Regions from separate parts of the Gossypium hirsutum genome. Here region 2 is linked to region 1. A link is a contact called in public Hi-C data. All regions are on one chromosome and are shown on one strand. Each heading gives the region's core, a stretch centred on a gene start, on an enhancer-like site or on the middle of the called end of the contact. The rest is flanking DNA. Distances are from core to core; before and after follow the strand shown.

Evidence for each region. Hi-C and Micro-C count contacts between places; a contact is called where the count stands out from the background.
Region 2: a Hi-C map of leaf shows a contact between it and region 1, with 4 times the contacts expected there. The contact joins the promoter of LOC107920268 here to the promoter of LOC107908756 in region 1. A contact is called at or near these places in 2 of 34 Hi-C or Micro-C datasets (both in leaf).

What each region holds. Positions count from the first base shown.
Region 1 is chrA08:75,000,721-75,006,520 of Gossypium_hirsutum_v2.1, forward strand. It overlaps LOC107908756 (putative glucose-6-phosphate 1-epimerase), which reads left to right and starts at 3,148. Exons shown (of 7, transcript XM_016836056.2): 1 at 3,148-3,852; 2 at 3,927-3,983; 3 at 4,067-4,230; 4 at 4,332-4,466; 5 at 4,571-4,673; 6 at 4,737-4,836; 7 at 4,972-5,398. The coding sequence starts at 3,685. The coding sequence ends at 5,141.
Region 2 is chrA08:75,179,478-75,185,277 of Gossypium_hirsutum_v2.1, forward strand. LOC107920268 (ethylene-responsive transcription factor CRF2) reads left to right here and starts at 3,373. Exons shown (of 1, transcript XM_016849921.2): 1 at 3,373-5,598. The coding sequence starts at 4,288. The coding sequence ends at 5,292.

The DNA.
Region 1 (5,800 bases), core at 1,898-4,397:
TAAGAGGTGAGAATGAAAATGAATGAATTCGGGAAGGTTCAGGTACGTATGATACCTATGTGGTAGATGGTATTATTCTTATAAAGTTCATTGAATTGATAAGAACATATGGATGGTGTTGGCTTAAAATTGATAGATGAATTGAGAACTATAAGTACTTATGTGTTGATGTTTTATATTTTATATATTGTTGATGATTTTTGGTACGAGCTTACTAAGCTTTTGAAAGCTTACTTTGTGTATGTTTTCATTGTTTTATAGATATTGAAGCTACTGTGAGCTCGGGGATCATCGAGGATCATCACCACACTATTGAATCTCATTTTGGTACCTTTTGAAAATGTATATAGTAAAGTATGGCATGTATAGGCTAGAAGTACTTTGGATAGGTTTTGTAATGCTTATATTTAGCCATGTGATATGGCTTGGTATGGATGTGATTTTGATATGGTTTTGGTATATGAATTATGAGGTAATATTATATATTTGGTGTGTTTATGTATGAATATAAGAAATGGTAAGATAGTAAAATTTTGGCATGTGTTAGCTATGGTTATTCATAAGTTTTGATCTTGAAATTGAAACATATGTTTGGTATGATTTTATTTTAGATTTTTTATGATTTGGTTGATGTAATGAGATAGAAATTTGGTTGGAAATGTTATGTCATGAATGGATTATGTTTTGGTTGTGAATTGCTCATAAAATGTTGTGCAATTATGCTTGGTTTAGTGCTTGTAGGTTTGACCCAATTAGGGTGGCAAGTTGGCTATTCAAATGGCCTATTTTTGTCCACACGGGTAGGGACACGGGCGTGTGTCTCAGCCGTGTGCGACACATGGCTATGTTGCACGGCCGTGTGTCCCCTGGGATACCCTACAATTGTAAGTCAGGCTCGAGCACTACCAAGGCACACGGGCGTGTGGCTAGTCGTGTGACCCAAGTCAGATTTGACCACTGCCAAAGCACACAAGCATGTCTTGTGGCCGTGTGAACAAGTCAGTATGTATGCCCTGTTTTGACACGGTCTAGACACACGGGTGTGTCTAAAGCAGTGTAAGGCACACGTCCTGTTCACATAGGCATGTGACCTATACTTATTTGAAAAATGTTTAAATTTTGGAGAAATTTTGTATGTGTTCGGTTTAGTCTCGACCCCTTTCTAATTCATGTTTAAGGTCATGATGACTTATATGAGGGACTCTATATGGATGATTAATCTTTAATACTTCGATGCTTATGATATGAATGTTAATGTTTTGATTTTGTCCGGTAATGCCTTTAACCCTAATTCGGCAACGGATACGGGTTAAGGCTGTTACAAAGCATGGCATATAAACGAGTACTCTATGAGACACCAATCCTTATGGCTTGAAGATTCCTTATGGATGATGTCCCATGAAATAACAAATGAGTTCCTGTATTTCTTTAGGATACTACTAGTAAGCCTACTCTTTTCACACAAAACAATTAAGGTAATACAACTTGCAAAATCTAATATAATAGGAAAATGCTAAAAAAAAGCAACCAGCAATTATAATCTATACTATTGCTAAGTCCTTGATTGAGTTGGTGATACATGTGTGGATGACATGAAACTTATTAAATTAAATTCACCAAATCTATTATTTTTCAATTTTGGAACATCAACAAACTTGCAACATTTTTTTGGATGAGATCTAGGCATTTCTTAGTTGAGTTATCTTTTTATGGATCTAGAGTTGTCTCATAGCTTTGCAATGCACTTTAAAAAGCATCATTTTGAGTTAGAAAGCTCAAGTTATAGTTGTTTTAATGAAGACAACGCAAGAAATTTTTAAATGAATTCATGGGTTTTCCAAGTTGAAGGCCTTGGATAAGTTTTTAAACCTGATTGTAAGCCCAATTAAGTATTTTACCTATCATTTGGCATACATTTGTTTTTATTAATGCTACAATGGTAGCTAGATTACGGTACATTCACGATGTGAATGAAACAATTATGTAAAATATATATTTATAAACGTTTATATAAATATCAAATGAAGCTTTAGTTGAAATGATTAAGTTAAAGCTTTAAAATTTTTGACGTTTCAAGTTCAAATCTTATAATAGTGATATTTAATATAAAATATAAAAAAATATTTTTATGTTAATAATTAATACTTTATAAAAATAATGAGCTTTTAACCATTTCCAATTGAGTTGGTATCTAGTAGATGCATGACACCAACTTAACTAAGAATTTAAATAAAAGTATAGATTAACCATGTGCTTCATTAGTATTAGTTGTATATTGATAGTTTATCCTTAGATATTATATTTTAGGGATCTAATTATTACAAATTTTAGAGTGTTTTTAGATTATTTTAAGTTTTTTAGAGTCTCGACTGGCTTGGGCAGCCATGATTATTTGATTAAATAAAATTACTCTTTCCGAGTTTTCTTTTGATCAAAAATTGTTTTTTGTTTCTTAGAAGCATCTTCCATGCAAGGTTGGGGCGAGCAGAGGCAATTCTAGAGGGGCTGGCATGGGCCCCGGCCCCCCTAAAATGAAAAATGTCATTTAGGCTTTCTAAATTTTTAAATAATTTTAAATTATTAAGGTAAAATTGCACATTATCCCCCCTAAAATTATAAAATTTTAATTTAATACTTTAAAAATTATAAAGATATAAACTACAAAAAATTAAAATTTCATTCAGCCCCTAAAAAATTATTCGGGCTTCGACCTGATGCGAGAATTCTTTTAACTTGAATTTATCAATAGATCTTTCTCCATAATGTTGCTGCTGTTGAAAATCCATTCTCAAATGGTCCAAAAAATTAAATTATAAAAATTGAAAGGTATAATTGGTATACATGTAGCATTTCCCTAATCTTCGAAATCCACTTGAAATTACCAAAATCTTAAATGAAATTCCTAAAACCAAATGTTAAAGTGATAGTGGGTAGTTACTCACACAGAACCAGAATTAACAATCCTAAAAAGAAATATTATTTGACAAATCCATTTTTAATTCTGTTAATTTGTAGTATTTAACTTTCAGCAGGTCGTTAATCCAGTTGAATTTCAGGTCGCATGTTAAGACATTAGAGTTTACATCATGTGCGGTAGCCAGCACCGCCCCAAGCCAAAAGTTTCTCCTTCTTGTTGTTGTTGTTTTTTTTTTTTTTTTTTTTTTTTGCGTAATTCTCTTGACTAATTGGTCAGTCGCCTTCCTAAGCATTATCCCATATGAGGATTATCTAATTATCTCTGACCCTTCAATCGTTCTGTTACTTCAACGAAATGGTCAGACTCTCATTTGCAGACAATTTTTTCCTCAACTCATTAAAACCGTTTCTGCCATAAACGTTCTCGTTCGATAAACAGGCGCTTCAACATTTATTTGGTTTCCATTTTGGAACTACTTTGCCGGTTGGTTCTTTGAAGTTTAAGACAGCTTGGTCATCCGGAACTCTGTTTCTAGACTAGGATTTTTATCTTGTTGGCAGCTTTAGTGGCCAAGAGAAATAAAGATAGTTGAATTGGTAGCTGGGGTTTCTGTTTCACATCACGTGAAAATTTGGTTTGTCACAACAAGTGTAACTGCTTCACTAATTGTTATAATTCAGCCTTTTATTTACCTCAAGAAAACAGAGAGAGAGAGAGACCGAGATCTATGTATCTGCTTCTGTGATGTCCTTGCTGCGTTTGTCACCATGAATCAATCGGGGCCAGCAGTTGAAGTCACCAAAGATAGAAATGGAATCCTTCAGGTTGTGCTTAGGAATCCTCGAGGGGCATCAGCAAGGGTCAGCTTGTACGGAGGACAGGTCCTTTCATGGCGGACTGACCGAGGAGAAGAGTTGCTATTCGCAAGTACGAAGGTAACGTCAGTTCTAAAGTTGTAGATGATATATACAGGCCATAGTCAATGAACTTTCGGTTCCATGTACTGTAGGCAATCTTCAAGCCACCATACGCAGTGCGAGGAGGAATACCTATATGCTTTCCACAGGTATTTATGCTTCGATATTTCCATGCTTATACGCATAGAGTTGATATGCACCTGGTTGATGGGTTATGTTCCAATTTTGTTAGTTTGGTCAGCGAGGATCGCTGGAGCAACATGGGTTTGCCAGGAACAGGATTTGGATCATTGATGACAATCCACCACCATTGCATCCAAATGATCCAAGTGACAAGGCCTATACTGACTTGCTGTTGAAGCCATCAGAAGACGATTTGAAGATTTGGCCAAACAGGTGATGTCGTAATCTGCCATGGATCCTTATAGCATTCATCAATTGAAATTTACTGGTAGAATAATGATGGAGTTGTTTTTTTTTTTTTTTATCATTTCCAGTTTCGAGTTTCGTCTTCGGGTATCTTTGACAGCAGATGGGAATCTAAGCTTGATGTCACGCATCAGGAATATCAATTACAAGCCTTTTAGTTTCTCAATTGCTTATCTCACATATTTCTCCATCTCTGATATCAGGTAAAGAATGTACTGGTGTATATGGCGAATTCTCTCAACATTACTGCACCAACAATTTCATCTTATGATGAATAATGGATATCTTGTCTTTTACTGATAAACAGTGAAGTTAGGGTAGAGGGATTGGAAACTCTTGACTATCTTGACAACCTATGCCAAAGGGAACGGTTCACAGAACAAGGAGATGCCTTGACATTCGAATCTGAGGTAAACCTTTCACTTTTTCAGACCTGAAACAGGTAGTAGATGCTTACCTTGATTGATTTGCAGGTGGACAGAATTTATCTTGGCTCTAGAGATACCATTGCCATCTTCGATCATGAAAGAAAACGGACCTTTCTAATACAGAAACAAGGCCTTCCAGATGTTGGTAATTAAGCTCTTGTCCTCTTCAATATTTCATACCATAACACCAAGCATTTGAAGATGAATTCACTGCAGATTCAAGTCGATCCAAACCCGCAAACCCTGTCCCTGATGTTTTAATCTTTATTTGTTTGTTCAGGGGTTTGGAATCCATGGGAAAAGAAATCGAAAACCATGGTTGATTTTGGGGATGAAGAATATAAGGAGATGCTTTGTGTCAATGGAGCAGCAGTTGAAAAACCAATCACCTTGAAACCAGGTGAGGAATGGACAGGCCGCTTGGAGCTCTCGGTTGTCCCTTCAAGTTGAACCACTGCTCATCATGTTTTAATCCCATATCATGCCTCAGCTTCTAAAGAAATGACAGCAAATAATACAAATAAAGTCCCCCACGGCACATCTTTACACGTATCTGTCAATTGAATTCCTCTTCAATTATTTATACTGCAAATAATAATCACTGTACCCCAAGTATTGGGTCATGAAAATCTCAAATCCTGCAAATGGAGATATGTTCTAGTGTTTCTCCGTAATAAAAATCAATTGCAAGCTAAGCTATTCCAATATTACGGAGTGTGGATTACCGGCCCACTGGGCTTGTGCCTTCGGCAACTGAATTGAAATCGACTGCTAACCAAAATTTATATTCTATATAAAAGCCTTGTATGAAAAATGTCCAAATACGTATCTTTTATTTTCAAATTTTAGTTTTTATATTTAAAATTTGAATTTAATTTTATATTTTAATTCTAATATAATTTAGTATTTTAATTTTATAATCACATTAGTTAATCTAAATAATTTATTATAATTAAAGAACTGAGGTGATTTTTTAAGAATTCTTAACATAATTAATTATTTTAATTTAGATTTGTTATAATATTATTTTTTTATTACATATTTATTAATTTAATTCATTATGTTGCACCAAATATTTTAATAGAAAACTTTTAATAACCTGAATTTTT
Region 2 (5,800 bases), core at 2,123-4,622, 180 kb after region 1:
TATTTCTTTTATGTTTTAATTAATTAATAGTTAATATAATATATTATAATTAATAAATATCTTATACTTAAAGTATAAGTTAATATATATAAATACAATTATTACAAATGTATAAATTTTATACTACACATTTGTCCCCATATGGTTTATTTACTAATTTAGTCCTTTGACTTTTCTCTATTCCACAATTCAACTTTTACCATTTATTTAATCTAGTCTTTTCACTAAATTAGTCTTAATTCAAGCTAATTTACTTAGCCAAAATCTAATTAACTATACTCCTAACTTCGTAAATATTTCTAATAAATATTTATGAATTCATTTTACGGAAATTAATAACCCAAAAGTACATTTTTCTGATACTCTTAAACTTTGGGTTGTTACAAATCAAAATATATTTTCTCAAAATTTTCCCTCACTCATGATTTTCAAAAGAATGGTAATATAAATGCTTAGCAAATATATTCAAATAGTCATTTGAAAAACTAGTATTCAAGATTGAATACGTAGAATATGAGAAATATGTGATGTTTTCATGAGGGGGAGTAAATACGCGTTGCTCTCTTTTTCCCTTAACCAAGGTTTTATCCCATTGAGTTTTTCTTGGTAAGATTTTTAATGAGATAACATATTATGTGTATTATAGATTGTGTACTATTTTTCCTTTATTAGGGTTTTATCCCACAGGGTTTTTCTTAATAAGGTTTTAATGAGACACATTATTTACCAATGGACATCCAATGGGGAGTGTTATGAATATCTTATTAAGTGGATGTCCATGTCCATCATGATCAAGATAAAGTTTTAATATACTTTAAATTCTAATAGTTATTAGAATTAGATATCTACTTCTTTTATACTTCTTATACCTATAAATAGAGACTTTAATGAAGCATTGTAATCATCCCTTTGATCAATAAAATATATTCGTTATTGCTTTCATATTTTCTTTATTCTCTTCATCTCTATTTTATAACAGTTTTCAAGTTTTTTATTTTTAATTAATAACTATTTTATTTATAAAATCAAATAATAAATATTTAATTATTTTTTAAAAACATCAACTAATTCTTTAGATATATTCTTCTTTATATATAATATTTATATGTAAAATATTTCTTTTCTCCACCTATATTGTGAGGGTATAGTGATTTCTAATATTATAATATCAAATAATATTTCAAATATCATTGTTTTTCATCTACATTGTGAGTATGATATTTCAAATTTTTTTATATGTGCAATATTTCAAATACACATACAAAAATATATAATATGTCAATTTACTACTCTCATTATGTGGATTGAAAAATAAATATTACACATATAAAAAATATATTTACTAAAAACTAATTATATTTGCAATAAATTTTTTTGATGATTTACAATAACAGAGCAAAGCCTGAATAACCAATGCAACAAATATGACTTGAACTCAAACCACACTTGAGGTGATAAACATCCTTGATCATCAGGCCATCAAATGGGATTCAATATTTGCAATAATTATTTTATTTTATAAATAAAATAATTATTAATTAAAAATATGAATTAAAAATAAAAACTTAAAAACAATATATTTATTAATTATAAACACTAATTAAAAAAAAGCTTGAAACAACATTAAAAAATACATATTAAAATGTTTATAAGAAGAATTGAACTTAGGCCTCAAAGATAAGATTAAAATTATCTAGCCATCTAATTAAAGGAGTTAATGTGTTAAAAATATTAATTAAAAAAACTTTAAACAACATGAAATAAAAACTACAAAGTGTTAGCAGGAGAGGAATTGAACCCAAGACTTAAGTTAAAAATACTAACACTTAACCACTTAACAAAAAACTTAATTTGTCAATTTTTGGTGAAAGAATGTTTTGTAAAACGCGTTTTTATTGACACGACAATGAAAACACACTTTATAAAACACGCTTTTCCTTTTTTTTTTTTTAAAATAGCGTAGATCGATAAATTTCGAAAGTTTCAGCATACTTTCTCAAATTATTTTCTTTTCGGCATATATATATTAGCGTATAGAAACTCATCTAAATTTCTCATTCAAATAAAGAGAAAAGAACACGAGAAAACAACGTTCAAATAAGTAACTGTCCCTAACAAATTGAGAAACTCAGTAAATTCCTGTCTTTATTTACCTTAAATTCTCCTAACCGATAAAAAGAAGAAAAAGGAAAATGTGATTCATCATCGCGTGATCTAATTAAAAAGTTGTACGTTAAATCTATACCGTAAAAACACCAAATATTGTTGTTATTTTTTAGGGTTTAATTATATCTAAGACTATTAAATTATTTGTAAGTTTACTTTTGATCACTCAATTTTAAAAAGTTACAAAATAGTCATTAAACTATTCAAAAAAATTCATTTATGTCACTTAACTATTCAAAAAATTTTATTTAAGTTATTGAGCTTTAATCCTTTTTAAAGTCCGGCTAGCAAGCTACAAGTGGCGATTTGACAATCGGTATGATAAATTAGTACCCATCAAAGAGTAGAAAAATATATGCTAGATCTAAGTAGATTTGACAGTTAGGGTCATAGATCAAGGAATAATATTGTTTGGATTTTATTCACAGATTCGTAATGTTTAAAATTGTTCCATAAAAAAAATAAACTGTGAAAGAGAAGGAAAATGAGAGATTTCGATTGATGCAGGTAATGCAAACATAAAATGCTATATGGCAACGATTTTAATAGTCCAATTACTTAAATGAAAACTTTTACATAGTTCAATAACCATTTTATAATTTTTTAAAATTGAGTAACCAAAACATAAACTTATTAATAGTTTAATTAGCTTAGTCAAATTTATCCTATTAAATGATACGTTGCTAATTAGATAAATTGACCCTATGTTTCATCTGACGGCTAATATTTACTGTCGGCAGAACAAGTTGTTGGAGCCAATCAAAACTCGGGGCTACTCAAAGAAATAATAATAAATACTAGACACGTTTCAACCTCACACTGTGCTTGAATACATTCGAAAAAATACCCTCCCTACACACCACAGCGTGGTCATTAAATAAAAAGGTTAAAAAAATAGCACCACGTTAGTCTCAGTTGTAGTAAAATTTACCAGCTGTATAACTGCTTGGTCTGCAGCAGCTGTAATCTAACCAACTCTGGCAGTCATAAAATGACGAAAATGCCTATACAAGGTAAAAAAACGGAAGATTAACTAAGGAATTATGGAGGCAATTAAAGGTAGGAGTGGGTGTTAATCATTAACTACCGGTTCTAATTTTAGTCAAAGGGAGAGGAGTGGACTGACCCGAGTGTCTGGTGTCACGTGACCTGAATCTCTGATTTCAAGATTAAATCTTTTTTGGACAACACCTAGACACCTAGTCAGCATTCCCCCCGGTTCACCCTCCCGTTGGATCTTTCTGTTTTCAGCCGGAATCTCATTATCGCCGATATGTCCCCGCCCTTTCTCTAACAACTTTTTTAAAAAAATGAATAAATAAATAAAAATATATGGCATTTTAACCTTGAGCAAATTACGGCTGGTCCTATAAAATAGCTCAACTTTCGGTATATGCCTCAAATCTCTGCTTCATTTTTTCTGTCTTTTTACTCTCTTATCTATCAAAAGAGCTATTCTTCACTCCTCTTTGCGTTCTTTTCCCTTTTCCTTTTTCTTTTCCGTTTCCCTTTCTTTCTTTTAAGAATTTTCTTTTTCTTTATGTTTCCTGGAGAAAGTACTGTATATCATCAGAAAGCAATTTGTGTTCTTAGTTTCTTTTAGGGTTTGGTTTTGAAAGTTACCCAAAATAGCAAGTCTGTGCTCTGTCAAGTGACTAAGAAAAGGCACTGTCTAGTGGTTTTTTTTTGCTCGCGGCATCTTCCCTTTTTCTTTTATCCTCTGCAACTTTTACCTACAGTTTTCTTTCTTTTCTTCTTTTTCTTCGCTCCGTTCTCCCACTACTGGTTTTTGCCATCGGGGTGCTTTCCGTACTGCTTGTTTAAGCGCACTATCGTTTTTTTGGGGATAACTTTCCTTGAAATTTCTCGTGCTCTTAAGTACTTTTTGAGTAAAACTTTTAACAGATTAATGGTGGGCTTCTCTTCATTTCCAGCTTCTCATTAACGTGTTCATTGTTCAGCTTTCCTTTTTAGCCCTTTATTCTCCTGGTGTCAAGTCTCAAAGGAATCCCTTCTTTTCCCTCCGCTTTTATTTGACTCCCCTTCCCACTCTCTCTCAATGAGACCAAGTAATAGAAGTTGAAAACCTGCATATACAAAGGCAAAATCGAAAAAAAAAGAATGGATCATTGTTCTGTTTCTTCAATCAAATACACAGAACATCGCAATCAAACCAAGCTCCTTTCACCACTGTTAAATGTCAAAGTCGAAAACCAACCAGAAATGAAGCCTCGAATTGTTCGGATATCAGTTACTGATGCTGACGCTACTGATTCCTCCAGCGACGAAGACGAAGAACAAACAACCCGAAGAGTCAAGAAATTCGTGAACGAGATAACTATCGGTTCATCATCATGTCCTGCCCAGAACGACGCTGCTTTCAGAAGTAAATCGTCGACTTTGTCCAGGAATTCTAGAAAAAGGCCGGCGGCTGTTGCTGTAGCAAAAGCGTCCTCGGCTAAGGTATTACCAGCCGGGAAGAAATTCAGAGGAGTAAGGCAACGGCCTTGGGGAAAATGGGCGGCTGAGATCAGGGACCCGCTAAGGCGTGTACGTTTATGGTTGGGTACCTATGACACCGCCGAAGAAGCAGCAATGGTGTACGACAACGCGGCTATTCAGCTGCGTGGTCCCGACGCGCTCACTAACTTTACCACTCCCCAGCAAAAATCACTGCAAGACAAAAACAGCCAAAAGCCGTTATCCAGCTCAGAGTACAACTCCATGGAAGAATCCCACACCACCACCACCAATCTTTGCTCCCCAACCTCCATTCTTCGTTGTCCTTCGCTTTCGACCGACGAAGTCGATTCGTCGCAAAGCGTCAAAGAATCTCGAGAAATCGAGAGCGAACCTCGGGAGGATTCTTGCTGCATATCCAGAGAACACGTGTCGGATTTCTCCAGCAACCCATTCTCTATTCCAAGTGACATATTTAGTTCAGTACCGGATTTGTTCGACGACGATACGAGTTTTTTGAAAGATGATTTAGATAATGGATTTTTTAGTTCGTGTGAGGATTTCGAGTTCGAATTTGGTGGAGGTTTCTCCAGTTGGCAACATGTCGATGATCACTTCCAAGATATCGGGGATTTGTTCGGGGCAGATCCTCTTTTAGCCATTTGAGGGAGTGGTCCTTCCTTTTTCTCGTGTAATGCCAGTTTTACGGCAAGTTTTGCATCGGCGGGAACTGAAAATATCGGCAATTTTTTTCTTCTTTTTGTTTAATTAATATTGTTAATGAGTGAAGTTAAGAATATTAAACATCTCCGTCACAGTAACGGTGACGGACGAGTTTGGGTACGTGTTTTATGCTGGATCATGCTTATATGTTTGTTTTCGTGAAGGCACGTGATAAGAACATTTCAAAAGGCTAAGTTGTTTTATTTTATATTTTTTTCTTAATAACATGGTAAAAGGTTTTTTACCCTACTTTAGATTCTTATTATCTGCAGTGCACACGTGGTGTCAAACTACATAAATATATTAGATTGTACAAATTTTGATAGTGTGTTAAAAAATAAAAACGATTAGAAACATATTAGATTTCTTTTGATAATTTAATTATTACATTATAACTTGTCCTATAATAATAATTTATTCTAAATCTGATTTAAATATGTGCATGGAATGT